2 separate regions of the Mus musculus genome follow, and region 1 is linked to region 2. A link is a contact called in public Hi-C data. All regions are on one chromosome and are shown on one strand. Each heading gives the region's core, a stretch centred on a gene start, on an enhancer-like site or on the middle of the called end of the contact. The rest is flanking DNA. Distances are from core to core; before and after follow the strand shown.

Region 1 (7,476 bases), core at 393-2,892, 66 kb after region 2:
GCTGTCTGCTTCCTTTCCTGTACAAGAAATGGTTCCTCTTCTGTTTTAAGCCAAGTACCCTGTTGCTCCTGTTTTTCCCCATAGCTTTTCTGGAGAGTATTTAAATGTCTTCCCCTAATGCCCCTTAAAAAACAATGCTTCCCATTTGAAATGAGCCTTTGGACAGGCCCTGGTCCTTTACCACTCTGAATTAAAAGAGGAAGAAAGAAAGAAAGAGAGAGAGAGAGAGAGAGAGAGAGAGAGAGAGAGAGAGAGAGAGAAGGAAAGAAGGAAGGAAGGAAGGAAGGAAGGAAGGAAGGAAGGAAGGAAGGAAGGGGAAAGGAAAAGGAAGGAGAGGAGAGGAGAGGGGAGGAGAGGGGAGGGGAGGGGAGGGGAGGGGAGGGGAGGGGAGGGGAGAGGAGATGGAGAGGAGAGAAGAGGAAAGAAACACTAGTTCCAACTAGCATTAGTCTTGGTTCTGTCTTCTCTTGCCTTGCAAGATGTAAAGAAAACAACCCCCATGGACATCTCAGCCCCAGCACTGTAAATCTGCTGCGGTCCCTGATAAAGGATGTGCCTGCCACAGATAAAGATGAGAATTCTGATTAATAATAAGGTGGCTGGCTCTTCAGCTGTGAGATCCAAGGCGGGGAGGGAGCGTCTTTGGCAGAAAGAGAGAGAAAGAGGAAGGGAAAGAAGCTCATTTCTCTCTGCTTATTCAAAGGTGCTATTTTTATAGGATGTCGTTGTGTGGTTTTTACTTTAGGTTATTACGATCCAATTAGGGGAGACTGCAAATCAAATCGTGCACCTCTTCCACACACAGTAATTTCATAAGGCTCCAGCTGGGTATTGGGTACCTTTGACAGAGGCGTGGGCTCACCCTCCCCACCCAGCCCCCAACTTCTGCCTAGTCTCTCCCTTTATTTCAGGGGACTTGCCAAGGAAGTGGAGGATAATGATAAGGACAGGAGGAAACCTTTTTGGGAGCAAAGATGTAAAAACCAGGGTGGGTGCAGGGAGTTGTGGAACATGAAATAAAAATGTCTCTATTTTCCCTATACCCCCCACCCCCACCCCAAAGCCAGAAAGAAGAAAGAGCAGTCAGTTCCTACCAGCAAACCGCGAGGCAGAGTCACTAAGCAATGCGGCACTCCCCAGCATCCATCAGCCCTGGCGGAGGTGGTGGCGGGGGTGGGGGCAGCAGCAGCATCTACTCCTCTCAGAGGGATGGAGCAGTGGAGAGAGATGGTGGCTGAGACCCGCCTGAGGATTCACCAGGGAGCAGCCTCGACGACCTCATCCAAGGACAGCCAGCCTGTCAGCAGGAAGGGTGGGGACCCGCAGAGCTAGGACCTCGCTGCCCGGCCAGCCTTTTTTGCCTTCGAGAGAGGAAGAGAAGGGATGGGAACGCCGGGACGGTGCAAGTCCACTAGGGCTGCGGCCGCCTTTACCTTTGTACGCCTAAGCGGTAGCACGGCGCGGCCCGCAGGGGCTGTTCCACTGCCCCCAGAGCCACTGGGTCCCGCGCGCCCCTGGGGCTTCCGCAGCCACTCCTGAGCCCGCTGCTGCTAAAAGAGGATCCGGCTCATCCCAACTCTTGATTATCCCAGAAGAGAGCTCCTAGCGTTGTAAGCGCTCACACATGCTCTCCGCTCCTCTCTCTGCCTCTGCCTCGTAGGGGTAGGAACGAATTTTGGGACACATTCAAATATCCCAAGCCCCAAGTTCAGCCTGCTCTGGTCTCCAGGTCCCAGCCAGGTCCAGCTATAACTGATCTAGTGGAACAGCTATGGCCTCACAGCATCCCCATGCTCCTCCTCGCTTTGTGTGCAAGACCCGGGAGTGCGGGGTAGAGTAGCCCTTGATTTTGCAACTTAATTAAGGTTGAGAAACCTTTTCTGGTTCTTGTGGGTAATTTTGATTGAGTAGGAGTAGAGAAACGTATTGTATTTTCTGCTTTTGTTGTACTCAGAGATATTTAATTTTAAGAAATAGTAAACTATTCCTATTAAATTCCCTTTGAAGAGGATGAAAACAACATCCAGGCAAAAATCAACAATATCAACAAGAATAACAACATTGTCATAGGACAGGGGGTTGGGTGGGAGCAGGGAAAGAGGACACTTGACTCCTAATAAACTGTATTTCCAGTTACTTCTAGAGATATGCTCTTTCCTTGTAATGCATCTTTATACTGGGATTATAATAAACAAAAAGAACCCTTGGGCCTGTGATGCCTGGAAATCTATTTTTAAAAAAAATGTTTTTAATTTTCAAAGCACAGTGCGCATTACTCAAACTGTAAGAAAGGGTCCTGAGTTTAAGTTACCCCAATGCAGCGACTCTTTACTGAACTCCAGTGTAGGTCAGTGTTATAGATAGACCTGGAGCTAATTATATTTGATGTTAATTCTGTTCTCCTGTGAGTGGTTGTGAACAAGGAATGAGTCAGCACTCAGGTGATTTCCTGTAAACCTGCTTCCCACTTTAATTTGTAAAACAAAGGAGAGCTGATGATTGGGTAGATGTAAGGCAAGGGGTAGCAGAAGGTGAAGAGAGGGAGAAGAAGGAGAAAATGGAAGAGGGAGAGGACACAAAGGAGGAGGAAGAAGAAGAAAAGCAGAACAGAAGCACCTGGCCTGGAGAAACCACAAGTTCTAACGGGTCTCATAGATGGGGAAGATGGTAGTGTAGCAGAAGATCTGCCCAATCTAGGGGCACAGCATGTGTTCATAATAATTGAGTCATATTTGGGTTGGAGATTTACAGGTCAGTGTTCTACATTCTGTGAACAGGAGGTGCCCCTGAAGTTGCCGACTTTAAAGACTGTTAGACTTTCAAATTGTACAACATTAGTTTTGTTTTCTTGAGTATGGTACTGATAAAAAATAAAATAAAATAAAGGAGTGTGATATGGCGTACTACATCATTTGTCAAATAAATTATTGTGAAATAATTTAAGAACCAGAAAAGGGGAATAAGTCATACACATATTGGTTAAAGTTTAAATGCAAGCGCTGAAAATTATTCATATAAATAGGTATGTGTGTGCTTATGAATATATCTGGTGTGTGTATGTGTCTGTGGTATATATTTTACATATACACTTTACATCTCTTGGGAACTATGGGGAACTGATTCCTAGGTCTTGTGGATAACAAACTCTCACAGGTTTACACATATAGAATGCTACAGAATTTGTATATATTCTACACACATCTTCCATGTGCTTAAAACATCTCTATATTACTTGTGATAATTAACTCAATGCAAATACTGTGTAAAATTTGTCATTTTGATTCTTTAGGGGATAATGATGAAGAGATGGAAATTGTTTGTGCAAGTATTTTAGTTCTCAGTTTGTTGAATTCACAAATATAGAACCCATAAATATGAATCTTTATTCTATATAAATTGGCTTTAGCCAATATCTAAAAGTTAGAAGAAATTCCTTTCTCATATCAACTTTTAAACAAGTTTTAACTATCATCAACACTGAAAGCAAATTTTCTACAATTATTTTGTGTTTCTACATGTCTTACAAAAAAGATAATAGATACCTATTATCCAGACTAACTTTTATTTCCTGACTAACAGTAATCTTGGAGGGGCTTTGTAAGATAGAGATAATGCTGCCTCCATCTGAAATCAAGATAAGTCGTTATTTAGGCATGGAGCTAAAATCTCCTCATTGAGCCAAAGGCAAACACCAGGATATGGAAGTTTACTACTCCAAAAGTACCCTGTATATGTACAAATATCACCTGACTTTCTTTTCTTAACTCCATAGGAAAAAAGCTAAGAGCCCAGTGCTTGACATGGATATTCATGCTTCATAATGGCTTGGTAAACATGAATGTTTGATTATATTTACTACCAGGATTTCTGAAATTACATTAATTTGTTTCCTTAAAACAAATAAACACAGATTTCTCAATGTATTTTAAAAACAACTGTTTAATATCACTCTCTAAAGTGTAACTGTTTGAGATATAGATAGATAGATAGATAGATAGATAGATAGATAGATAGATATAGAGATAGATAAAGAGAGACAGATAAACAGAAACACAGAGGGACAAATAGATTTTGTTGCTATTATTATTGCGTTAAATGCTGGTGTTAGAACTAAAACCCTTGAACATACTAAGGAAGTACTCTACCTAACAATGAAACATATCCCCAGGCCCTCTTCAGAATATATTTTACTATATTTTTATTATTTAAAAAATTTTAAATTTAAATATATTTTGGTAATACTCTTTCCATTCTCCAAGCCTTTCCAGATCCTCCCCACCACCCAACATTAAGTTTTTTTCTCAAAAAACAAAAACCCAATACAACAACCCCCGCCAAAGCAAGAAAACAAAATAAAACTAAAAAGGAAAAAAACAAAACAAAAATACTAAATTGTAATCAAATAAAAGCATGCACAGAAAGCTATGGAGTTAGTTATATGTTGGTCAAATATGCCTGATCAAGAGGCCTGTCCAGGAGAGTGGTTAATATACTCAGTGTCATTCTGTTAGAGAAAACAGATTTCCCATCTCCTAGCAGGTTTAGGTGACAGCTCAGTTGTTAATCTGTATTCAGTATCTAACTTTTTCATTCATTCATCAATATTTTTTGAAAATATATCAAGATAAAACCCATTAAGAAAAGATAAAAGTTGTCACATTGAAGCTGGACAAGACAAAACAAAACAACAAAAAAAGGAGGTTAGAAGAAGGCACAAAAATCAAAAATATACTTGTTCCCACATTCAGAGACCCCATAAAAACACTAAACTGGAAACCATAATATATATGCAGAAAATCTGGTGCAGACCCTGTGCATTCAGCAATGGGGTCTTTCAGTTTGTGGGGAGCAACCTATATAGTCTTTGCAACAGCCTGGTTTTTGTGGGGATTCCCATAGAACCTCTTCAGCCAACAACTTAAATACATATAACCCCCACTCCATCCATCCATCCATCCATCCATCCATCCATCCATCCATCCATCCATCCATCTATAATGATCTATGCTATTTCCCTTACGTAACAATGTCTATCTTCCCCTCTAGTTCCTTATTCTATATCTACCTTCTGTGGTTCTATAGATTGTAGGTTGGTTATCACTGACTTCACAGCTAATATCCACAAATTTCTGAGTCTGGGATGCCTCATTTCTACTTCCATCTGTTTGCCTGCAAATTTCATGATGTCATTTTTAATAGCTGAGTAATACATTGTATAAAGTTACCACATTTTCTTTATTCATTCTTCTGTTGAGAGATATCTAAGTTGTTTCCAATTTCTGGCTATAATGAATAGAGAAGCAATAAATATGGTTTAGTATGTGTCTCTCTGGTAGGATAAAGTGTCCTTTGGAACAATGCCCAGGAATGGTATAAATGGATTTTGAGGGAGATAATCCCACCTTCCTGAGAAGTGCCACCCTAATTTCTGGAACTACTGTAGAAGTGTGCACTCCCACCGCAATGTATGAGTGTTCCTGTTACTAAGTGTCTTCACCAGGTTGAGTTGCTACTGTCTTGTTGATCTTACCCATTCTGACAAGTGTAAAATATAATCTCCAAGGAGTTTTGAATTGCATTTTCCACTCCTTATCTTGACTCTTCTCTCTCTGATAATAAGGATGATTTTTATTATCTAAACTTTTTAATGTTGTTTCAATTTCTTCTTATTAAGAACCCTCTATATCCTCTATTTAAAAAAAAAAGTCTCCAGTGTTTTTTCCTCATTCTCCAATACACCTTTCTACAAGTCTCATCCTTCCCATCTTACATTTGGAGTTCCACTCCAGTTGGAGAAATGTATATGAAATATGTGAGGAAGACCTCAAGGGGATTTTTTTTTCTTCAGAGTACCCAGTTAATTTCACATCATGTATAGATACTATGTATTGAGACTACAATCTTTCCCTGCCCTATGAGAGATATAGGACACCCACTTTCACAAAATAACTGTGTGTGTGTGTGTGTGTGTGTGTGTGTGTGTGTGTGTGTATACACACCTTAACTCAACAAAAATTTTCAATGTCCCAGGCATTTGCATACTGAAGACTCCTTGATGGTTCAGATAGTGGGGACCCAGCAGAATCATCAAAGATATCAGGGAACTGAATTGAAAAGTTTATAAGATATGGGAACTTGCAGAGTTTTTGGAGTCAGTCCTTTGATTGGAAATTATTGTCCTGCTTACTTGATCCTTATTCTTCTGATTGTTCCTCCCCAAATCTCTGACTTTGAGCTTAGAATTCTTGTTTGTTTTAATTTTTATGTGAAAAATTCCTTTCTATAAATTCCCCAGTACAGCTCTAAGGGTCAAAAATTACTTGTGTTACTAAATCATTGTTGTACATTTTACATTACAAAATGCACATGTGCATTTTACATCAATAGTATTTCACTAATTGGTGATAATTAGTTAATTTTAGATTGATGACAATGTTTGTAAATACTTTGACTTTTTCCATATTTTTCCTAGCTTCTCTTGTTGCTGTTGTAAAATACCAGTATTTTCACTATTGTTTTTAAAGTAATTTTTATTTTTCTCTGATTCTATATTGTCTAGTTATTTTAAATTTCAGTCAATTTTTTTAGATTTTTTTAATGCACATTTCAAATGTTATCCCCTTTCCTAGTTTCCCCTCCAAAAACCCTCTATTACCTCCGCCCTACCTCTGCTTACCAACCCACCCACTCCTGCTTCCTGGCCCTGCCATTTCCCTTTACTGGGGTATAGAACCTTCATAGGATCAAGGGACTCTCCTCCAACTCATGGTCAACTAGGCCATCCTCTACTACATATGCAGCTAGAGCTATGAGTCCCACCATGTGTTTTCTTTGGATCATGGTTTAGTCCCAGGGAGATCTGGTTAGTTCATATTGCTGTTCCTGCTATGGGGCTGCAAACCCCTTCAGCTCCTTGGGACCTTACAATAGCTCCTTCATTGGGGACTCTATGCTCCCTCCAAAGGACGACTGTGAAGATCCACTTCTGTATTTATCAAGCACTGGCAGAGCCTCTCAGGAGACAGATATATCAGGTTCCTGTCAGCAAAATCTTGTTGGCATTCACAATAGTCTCTGGTTTAGTGTTTGTTTATAGGATGGATGCCCAGGTGGGGCAGTCTCTGGATGGTCATTCCTTCAGTCTCTGCTTCAGACTTTGTCTCTGTAACTCATTCCACAGGATTTTTGAGTCTAACTTCTTCAGTTCTTTCTATATATTGGGTATTAGCCCTCTATTGGATTTAGGATTGGTAAAGATCATTTGCCAATCATTGGTTGACTTTTTGTCTTATGGACAAGATCTGCAATTTTATAAAGTTCCCTTTGTTAACTCTTGGTCATATAGTACAAGTCATTGGTTGACTTTTTGTCTTATGGACAAGATTTGCAATTTTATAAAGTCCCCTTTGTTAACTCTTGGTCATATAGTACAAGTCATTGGTGTTATGATCAGGATTTTTTCCCCTGTGCCCAAAT
Region 2 (7,295 bases), core at 1,992-4,491:
CTTATCAGTGAGTACATATCATGTGTGTTCTTTTATGATTGTGTTACCTCACTCAAGATGATATCCTCCAGATTCCATCCATATGTCTGAGAATGTCATAAATTCATTGTTTTGAATAGCTGAGTAGTATTCCATTGTGTAAATGTACCACATTTTCTGCATCCATTCCTGTGTTTAGGGACATATGGGTTCTTTCCAGCTTCTGGCTATTATAAATAAGGCTGCTATGAACATAGAGGAGCATGTGTCCTTATTACATGTTGAAGAATTTTCTGGGTGTATGCCCAGGAATAGTATTGCTGGATCTTCCCATAGAACTATGTCCAATTTTCTGAGGAACCACCAAACTGATTTCCAGAGTGGTTGTACCAGCTTGCAATCCCACCAACAATGGAGGAGTGTTCCTCTATCTCCACATCTTCGCCAGCATCTGCTGTCACCTGAGTTTTTATCTTAGCCATTCTGACTGGAGTGAGGTGGAATCTCAGGGTTCTTTGGATTTGCATTTCCCTAATGATTAAGGATGTTGAACATTTTTTAAGTGCTTCTCTGCCATTCAGTATTCCTCAGTTGAGAATTCTTTGTTTACCTCTGTACCCCATTTTTAATAGGGTTATTTGGTTTTCTGGAGTCCAACTTTTTGAGTTCTTTTTATATATTGGATATTAGCCCCCTAACAGTTTTAGGATTGGTAAAGATCTTTTCCCAATCTGTTGGTTGCCTTTTGATGTTATTGACAGTATCCTTTGACTTACAGAAGCTTTTCAATTTTATGAGGCCCCATTTGTTGATTCTTGAGTGGAGCAGAGACTGAAGGAGCAACCATCCAGAGACTGCACCACTTGGGGACCCATCCCATAAACAACCACCAAACCCAGACACTGTGGCAAATGCCAAGAGCCTGCAGATAGGAGCCTGACATAGCTGTCTCCTGAGAGTTTCTGCCAGTGCCTGGAAAATACAGAAGTAGATGCTCACAGCAATCCATTGGACAGAGCACAAGGTCCTCAATGAAGGAGCTAAAGAAAGTACTCAAGGAGCTGAAGAAGTCTGAAGCCCCATAGGAGGAACATAAATATGAACTAATCAGTACCCCCAGAGCTTCTTGAATCTAAACCACCAATCAAAGAAAACACATGGTGGAACTTGTAGCTCTAGCTATATATGTAGCAGAGGATGGCCTAGTCAGTCATCAGTGTGAGGAGAGGCCCTAGGTCTTGTGAAGGTTCTATGCCCCAGTGTAGGGGAATGCCAGGACTGGGAATGTGAGTGGGTGGGTTGGGGAGCAGGGAGAGGGGGGAGGGGTAGGGGATTTTCAGAGGGGAAACTAGGAAAGATATATATATATATATATATATATATATATATGTGTGTGTATATATATATATATGTATATATATGAATGATACAATTTAGTGAGTTGATATATATATAAAATGTAAAATAATAATACAATTTGAAATGTAAATAAAGAAAATATCTAATATATATTTATATATTTTATATGTTATATATAAAAATATATTTATACATACATATAAATATTGGAAGCAGAGGAGCAGCAGACTGACTGAGCAAGGATTTTTAGATTTAAAGCAAGAGTTAAGTGATAAACAATCCAAAGTGAGAGTTACAGAGAACAACCAGACAACTTAGAAAAAAAAATTCTGGGAAGGCAAAAACAAGAATTTTTTAAGAAAAATCAGAATAAAAATAGCTATTATAAAAAGTGACTATAAAATATGGGTGATGGATCATAGTTGTCTTCCTCAGGTCTTTATTGATTTTTAAGTTCATACCTGAGAGGAAGAAATTAAAAGACTAAGGATTTATTTCTGCTTATTTTTCAGAGAGTTCAATGCATGATTGCCATGTACTTATACAGAGCATCATGGCAATGGAACACAGGTCATGAGACTGCTGTCCACATTGTTTGGGTATAAAACAGAGAATACATCAGAAACATCATGGGATAGTGTATCCCCAAAAGCACATCTCCACTCACTTCCTGATTTCACAGCTTTACAAAGCAGGGCTACTATGTGGCCAAGCAGGCAAATTGTAAGGTTATGGGAAAGCATTATTCATTCGATCCATAGTGCTGCATAATTCCGCTTAGTTAAATGCCCTTTTAGGCATATATATATATATATATATATATATATATATATATGTGTGTGTGTATATATATATATATATATATACCTTACTTAATACTATAGTACTAAGTCAAGTATGAGAGGAAGAAAAATAAGGTCAAGTACCTTTCTTAGGGAGGCCAGTGTGATTCGTTACATATGCCCTATAGGAATACATTCAGTGCATTATTAGATTCTTTAGAGGCAAAACTTGAAGCTTTACCCCTTACAATCTTCTGAAAGGAAAGAACATATAAAGGATCATACTTTTTTTCTCTTTAGCTTTATCGAACACGTAAACTGATAATTAGAATTGTATCTATATATATGACACAGTTTAGTGATTTGATATATATATATAACGTGAGAAAATAATAAATCTAATTAACATATCATCATCTCCCATAGTGTTTGTGTGTGTGTGTGTATGTGCATGTGTGTGTGTATGTGCATGTGTGTGTGTGTATGCATGTGTGTGTCTGTGTGTGAAGAGCACTTAAGTCTCCTCCCCTAGGAAATTTTAAGCATACTTAAAGTACTATGGCATTATTTACTTTGGTCACCCTATATGATTGATCCCTAGAGCAGACTCATCTTGCATAAGTGAATCATTTTGCATTTTAACTAACCTCCCCACATTTCTACCTCGTTTAGGAGAGATGAGAGCTTGATTCCAGATTAGCATTTTCTTATGGGACCAGTTACCCTCACAAAGGACATTCACAGAATAGCAACATACCTTTCTTCCAGTCTATGAACAACTCAATGACAACTCAGTGACAAATCAATTGTGATTGTTCTTGCAAAATTGTTTGATCTCCATCCTAAAGCTAGCTGATAGTTTTTCAGACCCTGGGACTTACTTTATTTAGTTTGGGCCTCAGATGTTGCCACAGAAGAAACAAGTGCTTTCATACGAATCTGCTCAGAGCTCATATCAGTCCAATAAGAGCTAGACTTCAGGACTGATTTACAGTTGTGGAGAATGGCAAAGAGAAACAGATCTGGAGAAAATGTAGCCAAAGGTCAAGCTGACCTTTATGCTTCACCGAGCAAGCAATCACATAGGAGTCTGAACAACATAATGTTAGCAGAAAGCATTACTCTAGAATGACTCATTCGTGCCTCACACTGCCAAAGCATTGAGAACATTAAACAGAACATTAGAAAATGTTCTTGGGAAACTGGGATTTCACTGAAGATTAAACATTACTCAGTGAATTCAAGAACCCAATCTCTTATAATAGCTGCAAAGGGCCAGAGATAAAAATCTAAGATCAGGCACAGACAGTGCTGAACAAGAAAAAAACCTAAATTTACAAACTTTATTAACAGCCCCCTTAAAAGTCTATATAAATGAAGAGGGGAAAGTGATACTAAGGGGAGACAGTGAGCATGGCAAGACAACACATGTGTTAGTGATAAACTTTGCATCCTTTCTCAAGAGCATTGGCAGAGCTTTCATGGTTGATCTCTTTGGTCTCCTAAAATCATTCAGAGGTAACAAGCACTAAACTAAAAAAAGGCAGTGTTTCTTCAGAGTTAACATCCATTCTCCATGTAGATTAGTGGTTTTCAACATTCTTAATGCTGTAACCCTTTAACATAGTTCCTCATATTGTGGAGACTCCAAATCATAAAATTATTTTTTTGCTACTTCATATCTGTAATTTTACTACTGTTATGAATCACAATGTAAATATCTAATTTGCAGAATATTTAAATGCAACTCCCATGAAGGCATCGTTCAGCTCCAAAAGAGGTCGAGATCCACAGATTGAATAGATACTTCAAGAGATCTGGTTGCAATGCACTTTAGACAAAATCTATTTCACCAACTGTGTTTTGATTCACAACCTTCTTGGTACCTATATTTGCCAACATCAAGCTATATTTGGAAAATATATGGTTTGTGATCTGCTTAAAATGAAAGTGCCAGCATACTGCAACTGCTAGATATATTTCTCATTAAATCATCTTGTCTAAAGTGAGGCTATGCCAGTGCCTGACAAATACAGAAATGGATACTCACATATGATGGAACACCGGGTCCCCAATGGAGGAACTAGAGAAAGTACCCAAGGAGCAGAAGGGGTCTGCAACCCTCTAGGTGGAACAGCAATATGAACTAACCACTACACCCAGAGCTCATGTCTCTAGCTGCATATGTAGCAGAAGATGGCCTAGTCTGCTATCATTGGAAAGAGAGTCCCCTTGGTCTTGTAAACTTTATATGTCCCAGTACAGGGGAATGTCAGGGCCAAGAAGTGGGAATGGGTGGGTAGGGGAGCAGGGTGGGGAGAGGGTATAGGGAACTTTTGGGATAGCATTTGAAATGTAAATAAGGAAAATATCTAAGGAGCTCAAGAAGCTGGACTCCAGAAATTCAAATAACCCATTAAAAATGGGGTTCTGAGCTAAACAAAGAATTCTCAACTGAGGAATACCGAATGGCTGAGAAGCACCTGAAAAAATGTTCAACATCCTTAATCATCAGGGAAATGCAAATCAAAACAACCCTGAGATTCTACCTCATACCAGTCAGAATGGCTAAGATCAAAAATTCAGGTGACAGCAAATGCTGGGGAGGATGTGGAGAAAGAGGAACACTCCTCGACTGCTGGTGGGATTGCAAGTTTGTACAACCACTCTGGAAGTCAGTCTGGAGGTTCCTCAGAAAATTGGACATAATACTACCGGAAGATCCAGCAATACCTCTCCTGGGAATATACCCTGAAGAAGTTCCAACTAGTAATAAGAACACCTGCTCCACTATGTTCATAGAAGCCTTATTTATAATAGCCAGAAGCTGGAAAAAAACCCAGATGTCCCTCAACAGAAGAATGGATACAGAAAATGTGGTACATTTACACAATGGAGTACTACTTAGCAATTAAAAACAATGGATTTATGAAATTCTTGGATGAATGGATGTATCTGGAGAATATGATCCTTAGTGAGGTAACCCAATCACAAAAGAAGTCATTAGATATGCACTCACTGATAAGTGGATATTAGCCCAGAAACATAGAACAACCAAGATACAATTTGCAAAACACAAGAAAATCAAGAAGAGGGAAGACCAATGGGTGGATACTTCATTCCTCCTTAGAATAGGGAACAAAATACCCACAAAAGAAGTTACAGAGACAAAGTTTAGAGCTAAGATGAAAGGATGGACCAACCAGAGACTACTCCACCCAGGGATCCATCCCATAATCAGCCACCAAACCCAGACACTATTGCACAATGCCAGAAAGATTTTGCTGAAGGGACCCTGTTATAGCTGTCTCATATGAGGCTATACCAGTGCCTGGCAAATACAGAAGTGGATGCTCACAGTCATCTATAAGATGGAACACAGGGCCCCCAATGGAGAAGCTAGAGAAAGCACCCAAGGAGCTGAAGGGGTCTGCAACTCTCTAGGTGGAACAACAATATGAATTAACCAGTACCCCCCAGAGATCGTGTCTCTAGGTGCATATGTAGCAGAAGATGGCCTAGTCACCCATTACTGGGAAGAGAGGCCCCTTGGTATTGCAAGCTTTATATGTCCCAATACAGGGGAATGCCAGGGCCAAGAAGCGGGAGTGGATGGGTAGGAAAACAGGGCGGAGGGAGGATATAGGGAACTTTCGGGATTCAGGGCTGACCACTTGGCACTGAACAACCAACAAATGCTAAGATATAACTGAAATAGACTGCTTTCTAATAGCTAGAATTCATCACAAATATAATTATGTCTTTTCTTGCTCTTCAATACATACTGCCTTAATAGTACATTGCCTTTCTTTTTTATCTTTTTAAAAATCCTCTTTTTGTGTTTGCTTATGTTCTTTTCCTAACAAAAATCTAATTGCCTTTCTCTATCAGCACCATTGGTAAATTACTAGCATTTTTACTAACCATTTTACAACTTAACATAATAGCTGAAAATTTTATCATATTTTTCTAATGATGGATATTTGGTATACTGAAAACATATTCTTTTTCTTCCTCAGTATCTTGTTTTGGGTACTAGACCATAAACAGTATACATTACTTGGCTTAAACACCACTCAGTTCTCATGGTATGAGGACTTAGAAGTTCAAGGCTAAAGTACTAGTATGGCTGGCATTTCTTGAAGGCTGGCTTCAATATCCCCCCCCCACATATGTAAGCTGACAAAGACAGTAGACAAACTCTGAGTATATGTATGAGGAGCATAATCCAACATGTTAACTTCAAAAGGATATAAGCATTCAACTCATTTCCTTTGAAGATAAACAAAATATGAATTTTGCTGACAATATAAGAAAGCTGCACTCTTTAAAAAATCAATTTCATAAGACAAAAGGGATTTCGAGAAAAGGCAAATTATATAAATGAAATATATTGGGGAGGGTGCTGATCAGTTTTTATCACTGTGGCAAATACAAGAGAGAGCCAACTTATGAGAGGAATTATTTGGTTTCAGAGATTTTAATTCATATTGTCAAGGGTAATAAGGCAGAGCAGAGCATCTCAGGTCATGGAGACACGGAAGCACACAGGTAACACACACACACACACACACACACACACACACACTAGCTACAGGCTTTCTTTCACTCTGGAGTCTATCCATGTCCTCAGCCTCTAGAATCCAGCCATTCACATTCAGGACATTCTCTTCAGAAGTTAGTTCCTTCTGTAACTGCCCTCATGATGCACCCTCAGGTATGTTTTAATAACCTCAGATGTGTTTCCAAATCCACTCAATACTGTGTTCAAGATTAGCTATCCCAGCCCATTGTCAACTGGACATACAAACACATTTTTAAAACAGTGTTTAAATTGCTTCAGATTTTCAAGAGAACAGACCTACCATGTATTTTAATTTTTTTCTAGTGTACAGAACAGTGTATTAAGAATACAATATCAATCCAATGGTCAACAGTGGCTATACAACCAAGGTTCTCATGCATACCTCAGTTGAATTCGAAAAGATCCTTGTTGCCAAACTCTTAGAGAGTTTGCTCTTTGGGTTGTGCTCTAGGTACATAGAGTAGCTGAATCTTAAGACTATGAAGAGATAATCTGACATAGAGTGTTCCATGTGATTTCTAAGATTCCCAACTTCTTTTTTACAGTATTGTCCTTTATACAGACTAACACCCATGCATCTATGGTGCAGA

What was found. Hi-C and Micro-C count contacts between places; a contact is called where the count stands out from the background.
Region 1: a Hi-C map of uterus shows a contact between it and region 2, with 3 times the contacts expected there. The contact joins the promoter of Clvs2 here to the enhancer-like site in region 2. A contact is called at or near these places in 5 of 39 promoter capture datasets (the 3T3-L1 cell line, 3T3-L1-derived adipocytes, hippocampal neurons and 2 more), 6 of 484 Hi-C or Micro-C datasets (cerebral cortex, nephron progenitors and uterus), 1 of 115 datasets of contacts at active chromatin or transcription factors (neural progenitor cells) and 3 of 9 other capture datasets (adipose tissue, liver and pancreatic islet).

What each region holds. Positions count from the first base shown.
Region 1 is chr10:33,623,042-33,630,517 of GRCm38.p6, forward strand. Clvs2 (clavesin 2) reads right to left here and starts at 1,643. Exons shown (of 6, transcript NM_175448.4): 1 at 1,095-1,643; 2 at 1-17. Gm15939 (predicted gene 15939) reads left to right here and starts at 1,205. Exons shown (of 5, transcript NR_152723.1): 1 at 1,205-1,865.
Region 2 is chr10:33,555,075-33,562,369 of GRCm38.p6, forward strand. All of the region lies in intron 3 of Clvs2 (clavesin 2), which reads right to left. Among named protein-coding and RNA genes, the nearest start is that of Gm15939, 66 kb to the right of the region's middle. Within about 2 kb of position 3,242, at least 44 of the 459 cell types and tissues checked have an H3K27ac peak or open chromatin away from gene starts, as enhancers often do. A contact at or near this core is called in hippocampal neurons and uterus, where this site is marked.